Regions from separate parts of the Mus musculus genome. Here region 2 is linked to region 1. Evidence: chromatin contacts called from public ChIA-PET data. All regions are on one chromosome and are shown on one strand. The core of a region is the stretch at or near the end of the contact, and the rest is flanking DNA. Distances in the headings are between cores, read along the strand shown.

Region 1 (7,648 bases), core at 1,695-4,194:
AGCTCTAATGTTTCTTTTACAAGGGTCACCTAAGACTGTAGAAAAATCCCAGGCGTGGTAGCGCACGCCTTTGATCCCAGCACTCGGGAGGCAGAGGCAGGCGAATTTCTGAGTTCTAGGCCAGCCTGGTCTACAAAGTGAGTTCCAGGACAGCCAGGGCTATACAGAGAAACCCTGTCTCCAAAAACAAACAAACAAACAAACAAACAAAAAAAGAGTAACATTAAAAAAAAAAAAGACCGCAGAAAAACACAGATATTTACAATTTGTAACAGCAGCAAAATTACAATTTTGAAGTAGCAACGAAAATAATTTTATGGCTGGGGGTCACCACAACATGAAGAACTGTATTAAAGGGTCACAGCATGAGGAAGCTTGAAAGCCACTGGGCTAGAGATGGCTCAGCAGTTGAAACAACTCAGTCTTTCCTGTTAAATGTAGCAGTTTTGTATTGATATCTATTTTGGGTGCATTATGCTGCCACCTCCTTTAATTTTTAGAGATCTATTTATGTATATGAGTGTTTGCTTGCATGTATGTATGTACAACATGTGTATGCCTATTGCCCAAGGAAGCCAGATGGTGTTGGATCCCCTCCCTGGTTGTGAGTTACCATGTGGGTGCTAGAAAACGTGGGTTCTCTGGAAGAGCAGCCAGTGCTCTCAACCACTGAGCCATCTCTCCAGCCCCTCTTTATTTTTTGAAAGATTGTAAGCTCCAGAAAATTTAGAAGAATTTCTCAGTCATCTATCTAGATCAGCGTTTCGTGAGTTTCATTTTATCTGCTTTGAAACTGTTTCTGGAGAAATGGCTAAGATTGAGTTTTGATTCAATTTATACTTAAAATGTCAAAAAATTTCTGGTCACTGCATCAACTCACTGTTTAGTAAGTTTGGCAAGCTTCCCACTAGAGAAGGATTTGGAGTTTTAAAGCATGTGACTCTTTGAATGCTGTGTTCTTACACTTAGCATGAAATCCAGTGCAGATCACATATGGAATAGAAACATGATGATCTTGTCAAAGCTAAGCATCAGAGCAGTGATGCTTCATTCTGTAAGAGCGATCTTGTGCAAGTAAGAATGCTTCGAAAACATGGATCCTAAGATCCAATTTCACAGTTTTGGGATAAAGGACATGATCTAGACTGTTGTATGGTTGAAGTTAAGTTTTTTGTTTTGTTTTCTGGTTTTTTGAGAGAAGGTTTCTCTATGGAGCCCTGGATATCCTGGAACTCAGTCTGTAGACCAGGCTGGTCTTAAACTCTGCCTCCTAATGCTGGGAGTAAAGGCATGTGCAACCACCGCCAGACTTGGTCAAAGCTAAATTTTAAATTACCGTAAGTTTTAAAATTTTGAAGCAAATTACCCTAATGTAGTCACATGAGCTGCTGCTGATGTGATTTGTGTCACCCAACTCACTGCTGTGTAGTTTTTGCAGTACCAAATAATTCCTTTGTTAAACTCATTTTCAATAAATGAGCCATTGTTTCTCAAAGGGTTGTGGTTATTTCTATAGTACAAAGCCCTAAGAAGTAACTTTTCCAGTCTAAAACATTAGTGATTAGGAATGACTAAAGTCATCATTCTGTAGGTTAAACTACAACTGTGTGTATGAAAGGGCAGCTGTGCCTGCTCTGGACCACATGCTATACCAGCTTTACCAGAAATGAACTGGCAGCAAGACTTTAACCATGAAATCTTTTGGTTTAGTTGTAAAAGGGGTTTTCTGTCACCAACACAGTTATATACAGAGTTTTGTAAATGCCTAGAACAAGGCCTGTGTGTTTGTTGAAATCAAAATGACTCTGATAGGCCATAGTTACTGGTTTATTTGATGCAGAATATATCAGTATCTCCAGTTAAATCACCTAAAATTCCACATCAGGAAAGATGAGCATTGGACACTAGACTATTTAACTGGGTGAGCTGGTTATAGTATATGTTAGCTGTCTCTGTAGGTGGGTAAGCTTTAAATAACTAGTTTTTAGGTGGAGTGTGGTACCTCTTGCCTGTAATCCCAGCACAGAGGAAACTGAAGTGAGAAGACTGCTCTAAGTTGAAGGCTAGCCTGTGCTTCAGAGTAAGATGCCACTGGTTTAGAAAACACAAGCACACAAAAACCAGAATAAAGCTCCCAAGAATCTAGCTCTTATAATTTCCATTTTTTTCTTTTAATGTAGATGGTCACTCTTGAAGACACATAAAAGCTAATCTTTGCTCCCTTTTTCTTTTTCAGTGCTAATGAAAACTAAATGTTGATAACCACCATAAGCACACTCTCTACCCACAGCTCCACTGACAGGGATGCTTGACAATGGCTCTGACATTGTTGGCTTCCTCAGAGCAGGATGCTTGTTGTTTGTTGTTTATTTGAAAGTTTTTAATGCAAGTTGGTATGGGATGGTGGTTCTCGGAAAAGAGTGCTGTTATTTACTTCAGGTTTCCTGCTTCTTTACGCAGTGGAAGGCTTTCTATAAGGGGACACTTATCGGTGTTTAGACAGCCTCTGTGGGAGTGGTTTTGTGTTTGTTTGATTTTTGTCTTTTTAAAGTAAGAGCCCTAATCTAAAAATAGTACAGGGTGGTCCAACTGTGTTTCTAAGATCATCCTTTTATTTCGAAAAGGAAGTCTCTTCCCTTACTTAAATGTTTTCTATGATCTACATAAAGAATCTTATTGAATTGTTAGGGAAAATAGCAGCTTCAATGCAGTGCTGGATCTCATGGTAGTAAACAGAAGCTGTCACACTGACATCAAAGACTCCAAACACTGATGCTTGCATAGGAGAGAGCTTAGTTCTCAGCTTGGCTTTTTTATTTCCTTATTTCCGTTTTATGAACTGAGACATCAATGGTGGCTTTTTGCTCCTGAGCACCTTGGATAGATGGCGCTCAGTAGCCCACAGGAGTGTTTAGAAGAATCTGAAGGCTAGGGTAAGCCCTGCTTGTTCCTTATGTGTTTTAGAGGCTAGTCCTTATGAGATACATGATTGCAAACACACTCTTCCTGTCTGTGGCTTGTTTTCTTAGTCTTTTGATATTTTTTTCTTCAAAAGCACTTTGACTGAGGGATGACTTATTCTCAGACTTCTTCCACTTAGTACTGAATTCAATACAGTATTTGAGAAAACAGTTGTGCAACCTTTGTGACCATCCATTTGTAGAATAGTTCTGTTCATATGAGTCCACCACAGTATCCTAAACTGTGTTGTTTAATTTTACTTAGTTGAGGGCTTTGTGTAAATTATAAAGATTAAGTTTACTTTACTTCCAAGTGGCTCTGAGGAAAGTAGAAATAGACTGTCTGCAACGTGATAACTTTTTGTTATTTTCTAATTAACAAAGGTATAAAGGATTGAAATGGGTTTACTTTATTCTGTGTCAACATTTTAATGAATCTTTGAGGAAACAGATGGTTCAGGGTTTATATAGAATCTGTGTAGTGGGTAAATGCCCTGCCCCATAAGCCTGACAATCTGAATTTGATCACTGAAACTTGTAGTGGAAACAGAATCGCCACCCAAAAGTAGTCCCCTGACTGCCACATTAATACATTCATATCACACTAATAATTTTAAATTTAGAAAAAATAAAGGGATCTAAATATGTCATATTAAATAGAGTGCTCTATTTAAGCTGTTCAAGAGGAGAGGTTGAACTGGGCTAAATATGTGTCTCTTTGTGAGCCAAATGTGATGGCCCATTCTTGTAATCCCGTCATTTCTGTGCTGAGGCCCAAGAACCGTGAGCTTGAGGCTGGCCTAGGCTGCATAGTGAGACCTTACCTCAAAGATTGCAAGTGGACAAAAATACTCCTTTGAAGCATACCTACGATTATTCTTCTAGCTAAATTTTGTGGTGTCCTCCATTGCATGGTATTTGCACATTTCCCACCATTCTTTACTAAATAAAGTTTTTTGGTTTTTTTGTTTTTGTTTTTTTAAATTAAACTTGAACTTTTTCTCCTGGTGCCTCTTAGGTGATCAGCTACATGAAGGTAAAGCCTTATTTCTTCTTCCCTTCCTGGAAGTGGTTTTGTGTGTGCTTGTTTTTTTGTTTTGTTTTTTTTTTTTTTGTCTTTTTAAAGTAAGAGCCCTAAGTTAAAACTAGCACAGGGAAACCCAACTATATTTCTAAAAAGAAGCACCCAAGACTTCCGACACACTGGGTATCAGAAGCTCACTGGAGTGGACCGGGAACATGAACGTAATACATTTTATGTGAAGAGTCGGGTCACAGGTTGCTGGTGAAGCTCAGGGTGAAGACTGTGGTTTGCATCAGTGACAGAAACAACAGTTTTTCCATGAAGCAAGCTGTCTTGGCCAGGTCCATCTGCCATTAAGTACGAGACGCTCCTGGAATAGACCAAGGAGAACTGGAGAGACCAAGAGAACTGGTGTTTCGTAGCAGATGCTAATCTGAGCGATCTCAACTTGACTGCTACTAAAAAGGAGAGCATTTTCCTGGATTTACAGATAACTACTGTGCTTCATCTGTGACTGTGCTGGCTACTTTTATGTCAACTTGATACAAGCTAGAGTCATCCGAGAGAGGAGAACTTCAACTGAGAAAATGCCTGCATAAGAACTGGCTGTACGGCATTTAAATTAGTGATTGATATGGAGGGCCCAACAAATTGTTGATTGTGCCATCCTTGGCCTGGTGGTCCTGGGCTCTATGAGGAAGCAGGTTGAGCAAGTCAGTAAGGAACACTCCATCATGGCCTGGGCATCACATCATGGCCTGTGCATCAGATCCTGCCTCTAGGTTCCTTCCCTGCTTGAGTTCCTGTCCTCATATTGCTTTTGATGATGAATTGGTATATGGAATAAACCCTTACCTTCCCAAATTGCTTTTGGTGTTTTATTATAGCAGTAGTAACCCTAAGACAATGACTGAAAAGAGCTTGCAAGACCTGCAACTTTTCAGTTTTTCTAGACAAAATGTCTAACAATCTGTTAATTCCTTTTAAAAGATAAGAAACCCAGAACCAAAGCATCCAAGCCTCACCTCTTGTTACTCTGTGACCCGTAACATAAACATTGTGTCTTGGTCCAAAGCAGCAACATGCTAAGAACAACCATGAAGAGGCTGCAGAATACCCTAGACTTTTAGCCAAGACAGTGATGGGAGCCAACAAAAAGGACAAGGAACAGAATGCAAACATGCATACGTAGTTCTTGCTGCCATCGTTTGCTTCCAAGCCTGAGTCTAGTCAAACAGAAGTATCCAGGACTGGTGGGAACAGAGTGTAGATATAGTCAGTCCTTCCTGTCATTTGTTTGCTAAAAAGTATTTGCTGAAATGACTTCCTAAAGAGAAGATTGTATTACAATCTAAAAGCCCTTTTATGTTGCTTATGTTTGTCTTCTATATTAATAAAGCTCCCAATTCCCATCCCAAAGGTGGTGTTTGTAGAGTCAAACTTAAGGAAGTTTTACCTCTTTGTCCTCATAGAAGTTCACTTAGTAGAGGGGGAACATCCCATTTCTCATTCTTGGGATTTTTATGACAAATGAGGATTAGCAGAAAGGAATTAAGACCAAATGAGAACCCTGAGAAGTGTACTTTAGCTAAAAAGGTAGAATGAAATGGGGAAACGGTGTTTACTTACTTGTTGAAAATGACAAGCCTTGAGAAAAGTTTGAGTAAAGTAATGTTTATGGAAAGCCCTACTAACACAACAGGTCTGTTCTGTTAGCCCTTTAAGTAGCTTAAACAGCTATAATTTCAGTTAAATGATTTGGTGAATGTCCGGATTTAAGATGTCAAAAACAAAATTTCAAACAAAACTGTAGGAGTGTGTAACATTTTATTGGTAATTTTGGATAATAACTTAGAAAGCTTATCAGATTTTTATTGGGAGTCAAGAAAGATGGCTGGCTGTAAACATAGTCGATGACAGTTATTCAGAGTGGTGTAAGACTGAGGCAGAAATCATCAGATAGAAATGTAATGGGAGGAGTTGTTTGTGCTTGGTGTCATTTTTAGATTAGGGGACATATTGTCGTAGACCTGTACTAGGCTATGAACATTGAAGGTAAACTGGGAATAAAATTAATATGTTGTATATAATTTTGTACAAGGAAGGCAGGCATGAAAGAAGTTATTTTAAGTTCTTGGGAGAGTGTATAGATTTCACATTTTGCTGCTTACTGATGGTGTAATTTTTAGGTAAATTGGCTTTACTACATTGTATCTACGTTTCCTCATCTATAGAACAGAGACTGCAATGGTATTTACCATTGGTTTTTGTGAAAATTCAGTGTACTAATGATCATAAAAATGCTACATTATTTTATTCACAGTAAAATATTTTATTCATTGTAAACATCAAGATATTACCTGTTTGTATTATTATTTATGAGCACATCTCACCCTGGTTTTATGGAGAAAAAATGAGTAATTGTGGTAACTAGCCTTGTGGATGAGGCCAGCAAGGCTTTCCTGGCATTGTTCTTACCTGGAAGAAACAAGTACTTGAATATTATAACAGTACTGGGGGAGTAGCTCAGTTATAGAGCGCTTGCCTGTATATGAATGGCACACAAAAAAATACAGAGATATGCACAGGCTTCTTACCATGAAAAGACATGGATAAGATGCCTAGGGCTTCAGTTTGCACAATTCTAAAAGGACATGTTCCAACATTATGATGCAAGGTATCTTGCTAGTTGTATGGTGAATTTTTTTTTAATAAGGCTTGATTAAGGGAATGACACCTCAGTGAAACTTTAATGATGAAAGGATGCAGACATCTTTTGATCCAACCTTTTGATGTTACAGCATGACATTGTCATCTACAAAGCTTACTTGAGAACCACACAATCGAAACTTCTTAATTGCAAAAAGTGGGGCCTGGTAGTTTAGAGCACTTGTTCTTCCATAAGGAAGGACCCAGCATCCAAATCAGGTAGCTTGCAAACACTTGCAACTCCAGTTCCAGGAAGTCTGACATTCTTCTGGCCTCTATGGGTATCTTGGTACACATACATATGTCCCCTATCCTCATGAATTTCAGAAAAAAAAACAATCTGTTAATGATGTTTATGATTTTGTGATGAGCTACATTCATAGCTGAGTTGGCATATGGCCCATAGGCCACAGGTGGGACATAGAAAATTTTAAAGAATTACAGTATAGAAGAAAATATTTGGATACCTCACATTTAAAAGATCACTTATGTCTAGAATATCATAATGAGCACTCAAAACCTAGGGCTGAGCTAGGATCATAGCTCAGTCAGAAGCAGAGACCTGCCTAGCATGTGCAAGGCAATTGGCTAGCTCCCCAGCACTCTGCACAGGAAAACAATGGAAACAAACCTTAAAAGTGGGCAAGGGCTTCAATAGAATTTCTTACTGAAAAAATAATAGAAATATGACTGAGAAGCACTTGAAAAGGTATTCAACATCTTCAGTGATGAGGGGCAGAAACATGAAATGAAACAGTACTACATATCAATTAAAGTAGCAATAATTAAAGAGAAAAACCATAGCCATTACCAGATACTTGATCAAACTTGTACTTTTCTGTACGTGTGAATAAAATTATAATCATCTTTAAAAACAGTTTGCCATTTTCTTATAAACTTATATATAGCATGGCTATTACCCTACTAAATACTAACCCAAGAGAAATGAAATTTG
Region 2 (7,685 bases), core at 1,694-4,193, 840 kb before region 1:
GCTTCTAACTCAGATCTTTCTGTCTCCAACACACAAGTTACTAGGATTAAAAGCATTCACTACCATTACTGGCATAAATTATTTTTGTCTAACACTTTAGTTTATAAACCATCAATGGTCACCTTCGTTTTAACTTAAAGAGAAATTAAATTAGATGTCATTTTTGTATAAAATAAATTTTATATTTAAGTAATAATTATGACATATATTATGTCATTTTAAAAGTTCCATAAGGCCGGACATGGTGGCGCATGCCTTTAATCCCAGCACTCAGGAGGCAGAGGCAGGTGGATTTCTGAGTTCGAGGCCAGCCTGGTCTACAAAGTGAGTTCCAGGACAGTCAGAGCTATACAGAAAAACCCTGTCTCGAAAAAACCAAAAAAAAAAAAAAAAAATAAGGTAAAAGTTCCATAAGGAAAAAATATTATGATAAAGTGGGTATGTGCATATTCACATGTGTGCTTATGCCACATACTCTGAGCTGACCTGTTAGTGAAGAATATGAACAGAAAGAAACATTCACAGAAAGAACGTTTTGTAAAAACTTGTTGGTATATACAAAAGATACTTGCCTTGTGACTAAATGGAACAATTACATAAAATAAATAAAAATGCACTGAGCTTCCAAAGACCTGCAATCCCAAAGAAAAATAATTTGGAAGTGGGTTAGGTCCTATTTTAACACTTTATCAACATAACTTTTCTTTATAGCATCCTGGTTTAATTAATTAATTAAAGTCCTGGAACTCTGTAATCAGGCTGGCCTTGAACTCACAGAGAGATCTGCCTGGCTCTGCCTAGGCCTCTGCCTCTCTGCCTCTCCTCTGCCTTTCTTGTTCATAATTCTACAAAGGCTCCAGCATGTAGCAGAAGTCCAAGGCTCAGGGCAGCATGGTTTCATACTGTGCCACCACTAGGGCTGTGACAGCTTGTCAAGTTAACCAAGTTCTCTCTCTCTCTCTTTCTTTTTTTTTTAAAACTTGGAAGATGAAAATACAACCACCTAGGTCATGCAAATAAATCTTATTACTCAGGAATTTTCTGGTGTTCAGCAATGGTAGCTATTTTTACTGATAAAAAATGGCCATAAAATACTACTTGTAATTTGAGATTGATTTCCTTTTCTGGTTTCTTCCTACTATGGTTTTAAAATCTCACTAGTTTAGAGACAGCACTAGTACTATGTGCCTACCTCTTATATGTGTACTATAATTTACTTGTTGCTTTTGATTTTGGTTTTTGGGGACAGGGTCTCCCTACAATATAACCTTGGTTAGCCTGGAACCCACAAGCAGACCTGGTTGGCCTCTAACTCTAAGACCTCCCTGCCTCTGCCTCCAGAAATGGAGGTATAAGCTTCCACACCCAGCTATACTTATTTTTCTTATATCAAAATAACTGAAAGATCTAATTTTGTTTGTTTATTTGAGACAGGTTATCACTATCTAGCCTTGGCTGGTTTGGGCCTCCTTAAGTAGACCAGGCTGGCCTCAAATTCACAGAGATCCATTTACCTCTACTTCCAGTGCTGGAATTAAAGGCCTAAGACACCATGCACAGTTCAAAGACAAACTCTGACATAACTATCTACACTTACCTTTTTTCCCTAAGGAATGTTTTCCTAAGTTCATCAATTCCTTATTAAAATGATATGTATTTCTTATGATAGCCAATTGAACAGCATTAATTTTTCTTAGGTAATTTTGTGGTAATGGGGACCAAACTCAGGGCCATGTGCATGGCAGGCAATCACTGTAGCCCTGGCAGTATGCGACAGGCCACCATGAGTTCCGATCTCATTGTCTCGGTGCATACGAAGTCACTAAAAATATGTACATTTTCCCTTTAAAAAAACAAAAAACAAAAACAAACAAACAAACAAAAAAAAAAACAAAGAACCAAAATGCAGATTTAAACCTCAGAATTTAAATAGAGAGAAGTATTGCTATAATAAGGTTGAGAAATCTAGCTTTCCCTGAGCAGGAGAGTAAAGGCTTTCTAAGAAAGGTCCTACATAGACTGTTCCTAGGTCTCTGTGGTTGTCAGGGTTACCTCTGGGTTGTGGCAGGGCAGTGAGGGTAGGGGAAGCTGAATGGAGCCTGGATTGAGGACTGGTCATGTAGCCTCTGTCCTGGATGGTCAGCTCTTTGTTAATTCTTGTTCCCACATACAGGCCAATGACAGGAAATGACAATTCTCAACAATCCTCTTTACCTATGTCCATTCATTCATTTTCTCTCTCAAGAGCAAGAGCTCTACCACTGAGCTAAGTCCCCAGCACCCCCACCCCCATCTCTAACTGCATTTGACCTACTTCAGTCTTCTTTAGTAACTTCCTGATAGTTAATAAGCAACTACCATTTCCAATTATTTCTTTTTCTTCAATATCTTTTCTAATCAACTGATCCTTTCCCACATATCTAGTGCATCCTAAACCTTTTTTTTTTATAATTTCTTGTTAGTGCTCCTTTTTATAAAAGAAAAAAAATACTTATTCCCATTCTTTCTATTCTAAATTTTAATCCCCTTTTTATCCCCTGCCCCAAATCAGCTGACCATCATCTTTCTCTGCAGAAACAGTGTCCATTTAGGAATGTACAAGTTACAAAGTTGGCAAGTATGTTGAATAAGCTTGCATGTTACAGTAACAGAAACAGCTTCATTAAATCTGAAAAGAGTCAGGCTTCCTGTCCCCCAAAATTATTAAATCCAAAATGTCTTCTTTTTGTCTTGATGCTTCTCTAGAGTATGCAGAGCTGCTAGAGTGAGATTCTAAGAGGTTCTAGTACTCTCCTGTGGCAGATCCTAGGAGGGTACATGACAGAAATGATGAGCAGGGGAATGTTGGATGCTATTTTAAAAGTGGGTTTTGCTTTTACTACTGCTGACAAGTGGAAGCATCACCCTGAAGCCTCTAGCTTCCTACTGACATCAGAGGTGATGAACCAATCAAAGCTGATCTTACAAACCACACTGGGTTTTATAATTCGGTTCCTGTGTTAGCTGGTTCCTTCTCTGTTTCCTTTTTCAGCTAACTAAAAAGAGGAACCATATGGTTTCTTTATTTTAAGCAAAGTCACAAAAGAGGAAACATTTTTAGTTGGAGACAATTCTATATCTTCTGTTGCTTTGGAAAGCATTTTCTAAAAACATTTACAAAAGAAAACTTTGAACACCATTTTCTAACCAAAGCTTTTTGGGTAAGTAACCTATAAAATTACTGTGTGGAACGATAGGAATGATGACCATCTAGAGATGAGTCAGACCCTCATATCCACGCCAAAAATTTCAATGTTTCCCTAAAAAAACCTTAAAAGATGGATAAAACACAGAATTTAACTAAGTTTTCTTTGTATTATGGTAGAAGGCTTAACAGAAAGTCAAAGTGAGACAGTAAAGAACCAAGAGGCCAGCGCAGATTAAATATTTACTGAGCAACTAAAATGAAAGGCATGGAGAATCGACGTTAGAAAACCTGAAACGGAGGGAGAACAGACACAAATCAGACTTTAGAATCACATGGTACAACCTCATGCTGTCACTAACAGCCACAACCCAGACAAGCTGCTCAACTCATTTTAATTTGCTTCTGTGAAGGTTAAATGAAATAAGTATGTAAGTCTCAAATTTATCGAATACTCTTATATTTTTGGTTGTGAGCCTACCCTTTAACGGCTGAGCCATCTCTCTAGCCCATTTATAGCATACTCTATAGAGGTATTTTCTTCCTTTGTTTTTTCCTACCTTTGTGGAATTGTTTTTTAAAATAATCTCGTTTAAGGCAATGGGGATAATAATAGAAAATGTGCAAACAACATAATAAAAACAACCATTCAGGTGGGAAGAAGCAGGAATGAGGCACATCCACAAAGTAGGGCCAAAGAAACCAGCAGGACAGCAGGCCGAGGATGCCCAGGGGAAGCTATCTGTGCCTGTGGTCAGTCAGAGAACTGGGTTTATGAAGGGGAATTTAAATTGAGGTCTACAAGATGAAGACAGGTTCAGACATATAGTCAGCAGAAAAAAGGATTAGGGAAAAAAAGAAAACACTAAAGGCAGCAAAATGGCATAATTTAATGTGTTTAGGAAGTATTCAAGGAAGCTAAAGCTTGGTTTGTAAGGTTTTCTCCAGACAGAGATGTGTATCCTTGTGTGAAGTAGCAACCAGGTCATGCATGGTTCAAGGGTAACTAACCTGCACCAGGCAAGGGGCTTCAGAGAGCTATTTTACAGTTTAGGCTTCAAGCATGAGAGAGAAAATATAAAGAAGAAACAGACTAGAAAAAAACATTATCTTTTCTTGTAAGTCTAGGTCCTCTGGCTCAAGCATGTGATCTCAGCAATCATGGATCTTAGCAAGGCCAACCTGGGCTAAACTGGGCGAGTGTCTTAAAACATAAAACAAACAAACAAACAAACAAACAAGAGAGAGAATGAACAAGAAGGGTGTCATTTGTCATCATCATTCTACTATGCTAGTGGTAACTGGGTAAAGAAATACAAACTACTCAAACTGTCAAAACCTTCTATTGCATCTTCAGAGTCCTGGAAAAATGAATTTCTTATCATACACAGAAACTAGTATCTAACAGTCTGAGCTTGTCCCTCCTTCACGTTAAGAGACAGCTCAGCTCTCTCAGAGAGAGACACTATGCTTGGGGATGTCCAGAAGAGCCCATTATCCTCAGCACTGACAATGTCACTTTAGAGCGTGAGGCTACTGAAAACAACACACATAGGTGACCTCACACACTGAGTTAAGTGGACAGTATCAGCCGGAACTTCGGAACTTAAGCCTTCAAAGTTTCACCATCTATGACATCCCGCAGAAAGATAGCTGTCAAGCCTATGCTGAGCCTTGCCCAGGTGCCCGTGCACACTGTCTAAGCTGGGAGACAGATGTGTTTAACTAGCTCTTTATAGTATTCTAAGATTTAAATCTGCTTCAATATCTCTGGAAAACCTTTCCAAAGTTCCCCCTTGCCAAGTTAACTCCTCTGTTCATCTACTAAGTATGAGGAAACATCAAATTATTTTCAAGACAGGGTTTCTCTTTGTTGCCCTGGCTGTACTGGAACTCCCTATGCATACCAGGCTCGCTTCAAACTCACAGAGATTACTTGCCTCTGCTGGGATTAAAGGTGTGAACCACCACACCTGGCTGAGATTACTTTTTACCTGCTAATTTTTACCGTAAGAGTTTAAAACACTTGAAAGCAACTTAATTTTTTTAAATTTATCAAATCTAGACTAGGGTCTGATGTGCAAAGGTGGTTGTCCAGTATCAGAATGAGAGCAGTAATGGGCTTGCTTATTTGACCAACTGGGCTAGAGAGACTTGAATCACTTTAGGATTTTCTTGGTTTTTGTTTTTTCTTTTAGATTGTATTTTTAACTTTCATTCTGTGTATGTGTTCATGTGTGAGTGTGTGTACACGAGTGTGATGCCATACAGACCAGAGGTGTGAGGTCCCCTTGGGACTAGATCTACTGAATTTGCTGATTATGAAATATATATATATATATATACATACATATATATATGTATATATATGTGTGTGTGTGTATATATATATATATGTGTATATATATATATATATATATAAAACATGCCCACTAAGACATGATACAAATGGACTCAGAACAAAGGAGGTTCAGGTTGCACAGGTTTGGTAGTTATAGCAGAAGGGTGAGAGTGGACACTTACAGAACTAGAACAAAGAAAAATGAAAGGTAGAGAGAGATTGGATGCTGAGTGTCTATATTTAGGAGACAGGAGCAAAAAAGATCTAACTGAAGTGGTGCAAAGGAAAAACTGTAATACAAGGGTTACTGAAATACTGGCGAGGGACTAGTCGGTAAGGTCAAATTTGGTGAGGAGAGAGAGAGAGAGAAAGAACATAAAGGCAATAGTGTAAGGCACTGTGGTCACCAGTGCTCTCTCTGCAAGGCAGACCACTTTATTTCTGGGAACAGACAGCGAACAGGCATCAGGTTGAGCCTGCACACTCAAGACAATATGAAATGAAGGAGTAGAAGCTGAGGAACCTAGAGGGGCTGCAAGGTTAAACAGATTTTATAAAAGAATTAAGATTACTTCTCAGGAACTCCAGATGCTATACTATAAACCGGAGCATCACATTGTGTCAAGTAGAAACTAGAATGAAATTTAACCAAATGCCTAATCACTGTATGTCAGACACTGTAATGAAGAGTCCAATGTAACTAGACGCCAGGTGATAGCTAACCATATTTCTTTTTCTTTCATTGTGAAATCACTGGTAAGGAGAAAACATCTGAAATGGAATTCAAGTATCTGGTCTTCATTGTGCTTTGTCAATACCTGGACAATACGTTTTTCTCAGAGACAGAAGCAATTACAACAGAGCAGCAATCACTGTCTACTTTAATCACACCGTCGTTATATGTTACAACTGATTCTCAAAACACAGCAGGGAATGCTTTGAGTCAGACAACAAGATTCAAGAACATTTCTTCTGGACAGCAAGCATCACCTGCCCAAATCACTCCTGAACAAGCAACACCAGCTGTTTATGTCTCTTCAAGCCCACTTACTTATAACATTACCAGACAAGCAGAATCAGCGGTCAACAACTCCTTGCCTCAAACATCACCATCTGGGTTCACTTTGACCAATCAGCCATCACCTTCTACCTATAATTCTACTGGACAACCACCAAAACATCTTGTCTATACTTCCACACAACAGCCACCATCACCTGCTCCTACCTCTTCTGGAAAACCAGAAGTAGAGTCTACTCATAATCAGCCCACAAAATCAACACCAACTATTTATTTACAAAGGGACACACCACCACCACCACCACCACCACTCACTTCAGAACCACCAAGTGGCAAAGGAACTGCTCATAAAAACAACCACAATGCAATTGCTGCCATATTAATCGGTACTATTATAATTTCTATGTTGGTAGCTATACTCATGATTATACTGTGGAAATACTTGAGGAAGCCAGTCTTAAATGATCAAAACTGGGCAGGTAGGTCTCCATTTGCTGATGGAGAAACACCAGAAATGTGTATGGATAACATCAGAGAGAGTGAGGCATCCACAAAGCGTGCATCAGTTGTCTCACTTATGACCTGGAAACCAAGTAAAAGCACACTGCTAGCAGATGATTTAGAAGTTAAGTTGTTTGAATCAAGTGAACACATTAATGATACCAGCAACCTCAAGACTGATAATGTAGAAGTTCAAATAAATGGCTTATCAGAAGACAGTGCTGATGGGTCAACAGTTGGTACAGCCGTGTCTTCAGATGATGCAGATCTGGCCCTGCCACCTCCCCTTCTTGATTTGGATGAGAACCTACCAAACAAGCCCACAGTGACAGTTGTATCTCCTTTACCAAATGATTCTATCAATCCCCAACCATCTCCAGATGGTCTAAATCAAGTGTGTGAAGAACAGCATTCCAAGATCCAAGAGCCATTCCCGCCACCCCCTGACTCATTTAATGTGCCTCTGTCAGCAGGAGATTTTATAAACAATCAAGAGTCGGCCCACGAGGCTCAATGCCAGGAGTTCTCTACTCCTGACCTCCATCCAGACCTCACAGACTCCCTGCCACCTCCACCTACAGAGCTGCTGTAAAGTGACAGCTGGCTTTCTAGACTGCCCTCCATCCTGAGATGGCACCGAC

The links. ChIA-PET counts read pairs in DNA pulled down with a chosen protein or histone mark.
Region 2: an RNA polymerase II ChIA-PET map of memory CD8 T cells shows a contact between it and region 1, with 12 read pairs. The contact joins two enhancer-like sites. A contact is called at or near these places in 2 of 39 promoter capture datasets (frontonasal cranial neural crest and hippocampal neurons) and 3 of 115 datasets of contacts at active chromatin or transcription factors (double positive thymocytes, large pre-B cells and memory CD8 T cells).

What each region holds. Positions count from the first base shown.
Region 1 is chr11:78,674,202-78,681,849 of GRCm38.p6, reverse strand. The region is part of intron 1 of Nlk (nemo like kinase); the gene reads left to right. Among named protein-coding and RNA genes, the nearest start is that of Nlk, 19 kb to the left of the region's middle. Within about 2 kb of position 2,944, at least 20 of the 459 cell types and tissues checked have an H3K27ac peak or open chromatin away from gene starts, as enhancers often do. A contact at or near this core is called in memory CD8 T cells, where this site is marked.
Region 2 is chr11:79,515,364-79,523,048 of GRCm38.p6, reverse strand. All of the region lies in intron 36 of Nf1 (neurofibromin 1), which reads right to left. Evi2 (ecotropic viral integration site 2) reads left to right here. Exons shown (of 4, transcript NM_146023.4): 4 at 6,287-7,685. The coding sequence starts at 6,302. The coding sequence ends at 7,636. Evi2b (ecotropic viral integration site 2b) reads left to right here. Exons shown (of 2, transcript NM_001077496.1): 2 at 6,287-7,685. The coding sequence starts at 6,302. The coding sequence ends at 7,636. Among named protein-coding and RNA genes, the nearest start is that of Evi2b, 4.6 kb to the left of the region's middle. Within about 2 kb of position 2,943, at least 158 of the 459 cell types and tissues checked have an H3K27ac peak or open chromatin away from gene starts, as enhancers often do. A contact at or near this core is called in memory CD8 T cells, where this site is marked.